2 separate regions of the Sus scrofa genome follow, and region 1 is linked to region 2. A link is a contact called in public Hi-C data. All regions are on one chromosome and are shown on one strand. Each heading gives the region's core, a stretch centred on a gene start, on an enhancer-like site or on the middle of the called end of the contact. The rest is flanking DNA. Distances are from core to core; before and after follow the strand shown. Region 1 overlaps C14H12orf49 (UPF0454 protein C12orf49 homolog). Region 2 overlaps C14H12orf49 (UPF0454 protein C12orf49 homolog).

Evidence for each region. A called contact is a pair of places that touch in the nucleus more often than the background predicts.
Region 1: a Hi-C map of embryonic fibroblasts shows a contact between it and region 2, with 2.3 times the contacts expected there. The contact joins two enhancer-like sites. A contact is called at or near these places in 2 of 47 Hi-C or Micro-C datasets (embryonic fibroblasts and epiblast stem cells).

Annotation. Positions count from the first base shown.
Region 1 is chr14:35,974,902-35,977,601 of Sscrofa11.1, reverse strand. All of the region lies in intron 5 of C14H12orf49 (UPF0454 protein C12orf49 homolog), which reads right to left. Among named protein-coding and RNA genes, the nearest start is that of MED13L, 86 kb to the left of the region's middle. Within about 2 kb of position 1,256, at least 23 of the 83 cell types and tissues checked have an H3K27ac peak or open chromatin away from gene starts, as enhancers often do. A contact at or near this core is called in embryonic fibroblasts, where this site is marked.
Region 2 is chr14:35,746,050-35,748,749 of Sscrofa11.1, reverse strand. All of the region lies in intron 4 of C14H12orf49 (UPF0454 protein C12orf49 homolog), which reads right to left. Among named protein-coding and RNA genes, the nearest start is that of C14H12orf49, 41 kb to the right of the region's middle. Within about 2 kb of position 1,254, at least 16 of the 83 cell types and tissues checked have an H3K27ac peak or open chromatin away from gene starts, as enhancers often do. A contact at or near this core is called in embryonic fibroblasts, where this site is marked.

The DNA.
Region 1 (2,700 bases), core at 7-2,506, 230 kb before region 2:
CTGGAACAATCCCAAAGTAGGGCACAGGGAGGGCCCTGGTATAACACCTCTCTTTCTCCTTCCTCTTTCTCTCCCACACCCTCTCCATACCCATGGCCCATCCTGGACCCTCCTGCCTTTGTGTCTATGTATACATGTATGTTTCCCCTGAGCAGGAAGGTCATTACTTTCCCTTTATGCCCCATATCCTCTCTCTGAAAACTCCTATTCACCCTGCAAAGCCTAGCTCTTCAATGTCCAGGCCCTTGTCCCTTTAAATTTCCACTAGTGGCTTCTTCACTGACTTAATCACAGCATCTGCCTGTGCCTAACGTGAAATGATGGAAAGCTGGTAGAAAGTTTGTTGGTCAGAGAAGCCTCAGCTGTCTTGCTCACTCCATCTGGATGACAATCAGCCAATGTGTTTTGGACCCTGACCATGTGCTATCACACGCCACTGTGTTTAATTTAATTAATGAAGCCCCAGGAGCATCATCATTTCTATTTTGTAGATTATGGTTAAGCAAACTACAGCCTGTGGGCCAGCTGCCTGTTTTTGTAAATAAAGTTGTACTGGACACAGCTATGCTTGTTCATTTGTGGATGTCCATGGCCGCTTTCACGCTACGGTGACAAAGTTGAATAGTTGCCACAGAGACTACATGGCCTGCAAAGATATTTACTATTTGATCCTTTGCAGAAAAAGTGTGCTGGCCTCTGTAAATCAAAAGTGAAGTACTGAGGTTCAGAGAGGCTTAGCGACTCGCCCCAGTTAACTCAGCCAACCAAGGACAGACAACCAAGACAGACTTCAAGGCGGCACTCTTTCCATGCCCTAAATGCCATCCTGGTTTTCTTCCAAGTTCCCCACCACCACCCCCGACAACCATTCCCCAGGGCTCTGCATCAAGCCACACAAAGTAGGGTCCTTTCTGCCTGGCATGGGAGCCAAGTGTAGTAACAGATGACAGAGTCACCTGGATGCAGGTATGAGCACTTAAGGCACATCAGGGCCCGGAAAAAAAGGGAGTGAGCAGGAGAAGATTTTTGTTTTATTTTTTTTTACAGAAAGAAGGTGCATTTGATAAAGAATCTCACCTCGCCTGCCAATCTCATTTTCCAAGCACTTTACAGATAAGCCAGTGGCGCAAAGTGAATCAATTCTTGCCTAACTGCTCTGCAGTTTCCACTTTCAGCCGGGCCAGATCCAGCATGGCTTGCAAAGGGCAGGGCCTTCCTTGGGATTTGAGACCGCCCCTCAACCGGGGAGACCAAACTCCTTCCCATATCCCACAGCTGAGCTCCTCCAATGTCCCCCGCCCCCCATCGGCACCCACCTTCCCCATTTCAGCCCTGCAGCTTCCCCCTTCCAGCGTCTCCTGGGGTCTGCTTCCCCACCCAGCTCGGGGAGCTTATTTCAAACTGAGATACAATTACAGATCACATTCCTTTTCTTCTCCTCTTTTTCTTTTTAATAAAGCTGTTTTGTGTCTCCTTTCCCCCGCCTTCCTGCATTCCTCCCATCTTAGTCTTCCCCTCTCCCCCTCCTGTAGGAAATGTCTAGGATTCTCTCACTGGGGTGTAATGGTTAAATTGCTACCAGCTGATTAAACAGCAGACGTTGAAGCCGTAATCCTTGGCGTTCAGGAACCTGGGGAGGCAGCGACGAGGGCCCTGACCCGCTTAGCCCCTGCTGACCCCCCTGCGATGTGCCCGCCCTATCGTCGCTCTTTTCATCTGTCCCAGGCTGCCTGACAGAATCCTCGGGGAAGGGCCAGGGGAGGAAAGAGAGAGGAGAGGCTGTGGGAGGGGAGGGAGGAGCGGGGTGGGGGGTGGTGGGGGTGGGGGTGCCCCCCTGGCTGGGCCCAGCCTCCGAGGAATGTCTATTCCCATCCATCCCTTCCCTGCTCATCTGTAAAGCCACACACACGCACACACGCACACGCAAACCCAGACCCCGGTCACACATATTCACTCACTCAAACACCCAGGCTCTTTCTCACTCTGAAGAATGAAGACCAGAGGAAGGAAGGAAGGGCCCACCTGCCCTGCCCCCCCTCCCCACAGCGCACCTGCCCCAGCCGGGAAGGATCGGGGAAGATAAGAGAAGTGTGACCTGGGAGAGGAGTGGTGAGAGGGAGGGGGAGGGCTTCGGGGATGGGCAGGCTCAGGTTTGACTCTGCTGGCTGCACGATCCCCTGAGTCAGGACAGCCCTTCTTGGAGCCTCCCTGAGCCCTGTTTGCAGACTGGGGGTGACTGCCACTTCACAAGGTGGCTTGGGACAAAGCAAGTGAAGGCACATCATCAGGTCTGGCCCAGCACAAAGCGTGTCTCCTCTCAAAAAGCCAGTGCCCACGGCTGCGGTGCAGCATGTTCATCTTAACCTTCAAACACTTGGCCCAGGAAAAGCCATGTGCCCCTGGGCTCCTCTCCTCTGACCCCCAGCTCTTCCCCTTGCAAACTGCCATCGTCATGGCTTCCCGATGGGCATGTGACAACTGGATGCACAGCTCCAGGATCCAGGCCCCCACGAAGGTGTCTTTCCCATTCTGACCCACGTGGTTTTGACTCAGGCTCTGGGTGAAGCATAGCCGGGGGCAGGGAGGCTCCCTGGGAAAGTTTATTTCCACGGAAAGTACAGTTCAGATGGGGCGCGGGGGGCGGGGGGGGGGGCGGTCTGGGCAGCTTCTTCCTCCCCCACACTTACTCAGAAGCCAGAG
Region 2 (2,700 bases), core at 5-2,504:
CTCCCTCTCTGACTTCCCTTAGTATTATTTCACTTGCCCATGGTGACACTCACCACTCTGTATTATGTTACCTAGGGTATAAGTGGTACCTTATGTACAGCCTAGTATAGATCTGGGCAGAGTAGGTGCTCAGTAAACATTTCTGATCAAATACACTTGATCAGTGAACCTCTGGACACCAACGTGACCAAAACTGAGAAAGGGAATATCTGAGAAAAGGAAAACAGGCTTCCAATTCAAGGAAGCAGATAAGGGCTCCAGTCAACTCCCCATGGCTGGTCTTTTGTCTCAGAGAAAGTTGTACAGACCCTTGCCATGTCTCGCTTCCCAGACTTCTCTTTAACACATACTTGTTTGCATACAATGTGACCCCTAGGCACCATAAGCTGCCTTCTTCAAATGAAATGTTTATCACAAATGGAGAGGCTACCCAACCATTCTGCTTTCCAATTACAGATGCACTAGGGCACCAGCACCTGAGAAACAGCAACCTTGCTGGAAAATGTCAGAGCAGATGTTTCTAGGTTGTGTATAAAAATAAACAAACCCACAATGAAGGGCTCCCTGGCTGGCCCCCACATGCCCAGCATCAGCCTGGCTGTGGTGGTAACGCTCGAAAGGAAAGGACAGCTCCACGTGGGAATAGTGCTTTGCTGGGCCTGCAACAGCCAGCTAGGTGGAGAGAGGAGGGGCCCCTGTGCCCTGAGCTGGGGGGTGGGGGGAGCAGGGAGAGGAGGTTTGGCAGGGTTTGGATATGAGCCTCCACTGTTACATCGAGCACAGACTCCAGGGCTGTGAAAGGAATGAGAGAATGGGGGGGCAGAGGGAGGAGGTGGCAGGCAAGGACAAGAAGGAAGCTGCATTTTTCCAGCAGCTCCTATGTGCCTGTGCTGTGTTGGAGGTTTATGTACATATGATCTCATTCCATCCTGACGTCCTTTCTGGGGGATGGGCATTTCCATTCTGAAGATAAGGAAACTGAGTCCAGAGAGGGGCACACAGTCAGAATCCCATCCAGTCCTGTGGGGCTCCAATCCCAGCTCTTGTTCAACAATCCCCAGCAACAGATAAGGGCAGGCCCTCACCCTCTGCAAGGAGGGAACACTCTCCCTTTGGGGGTCAGGCAGCTTTAGTTTTCTGGAGGCCAGTGGCTCCCTCTCACCTCTGCCCAAGCAGCCCTGGCTTTTCTTCAGGAGAGAGGAAAGCTATTCCTAAAGAAGCCACAGCCTAGGGTAAGGAAGAAGGTGATACTGCCCCCTAGTGTTCGATAGACAGCACATACCCCTGAATCTCTTAAGGCAGCCCTTTCCCTTTAAGGCTGCCCTAGCTACCATGTCAATCAGACTTCGACTTAATGATGGAAAAGCACTCTTGTCATTCACTCTGTCACCCATCCAGTTTTTAGGGATGGCCCTGGCCCAGCAGTGATGATGCACATAAAGAGGCCATGTGTGGAGGTGCCCAGGCAAGTTTTTAACCACCCTGGGTGCTTGGAGTTAGTGGAATTAGATTCCAGGGCTCCCTTTCCTTTAAAAAGGTACATCCATCAACTTCAGTACCATAGAGGCTCTGATCCCAAGCACATCTTTGCTGAAACACTATTCTGAGCAGGTAAATACTGCCCCTAACACATCTTTAAAGACAGAATGACTCATCCACTAAAGCCAGGCAGAAATTCCATATTTACTAGGGGAGGGAAGAAGAGTCCTCTGATGGAGAAAAACCAAGGTTTATGTATAATTGATGCAAGATGTCATCTTTTGGATCAGATGAAAGATTTTCTGGTCTTTATCTTGCTTAGGAGACTTCTTATGGATTTCTTTTTACACAATAAGTGCTTGGTAATCAGAAAAGAATCTGATTCCAGGTAAGCCCATGCTTTAGAACAGAACCTTGGGCACCCCCCTCTCCACCCACAACAAGGATGGATCCCAGTTTCAGAATACCCATTTTGGCTCTGCAACCCTCTGGAAATTTCCCTGACCTTTGTTTGCCTCTATTTTCCCTGCTGTAAAATGGAGCCATGCCAGCTCCCATTCATGAAGAGGTTCAAGGAGATGCAAGGCTCTTAAAGAAGGCTACAAGTATCATGGGCTCGGAATTCTCATTACAAAAGCTCATTTCACCTTGAAAGCACTACAGCATTAACTAGATCTGCCTAATTACATTGTAGAGAAATGCCTGGCATTTATTTCACCCAAATGTGACAGCAATTGGGGTGGTCACCTGTCAAAAATGTCCCTCTGCCAGAGAAAGAGAAACATAAACTTGCAGTCTTATCTGATTATCAATGAAGGTTTGTGCAGGTTTTTTTTTAAAGGTCTAAATACTGGGTACATGATAAAAGAACAGTTCCTTTTAGCAATATGCCTGCTGTCATAGGTCTCCAGGCAAGATATTATATCTGATAAATAGATATGGACAATAGATAATGTCTATATTAATATCACTAAAACGTGGTCCTCTCCTGCAGCTCACCCGAGACGGGGACGATGGTGTACAAAGAGGCAGATGCCAGACAGGAGACTTTTTTCTTGTGACAGTTTGAGCTCCCCTGCTGCAATTAACTTTTTCTCCCCCTCCCTCTCCTCCTTCATCTCAGGCACTGCAGTTCAGTAAAAGGGGGCCTGTATTTTCCTCCCGCTGATGGAAGTTGATTAGCAGTCAGGTGGAGTGATGCTCAGGGGACAACACAGCGGA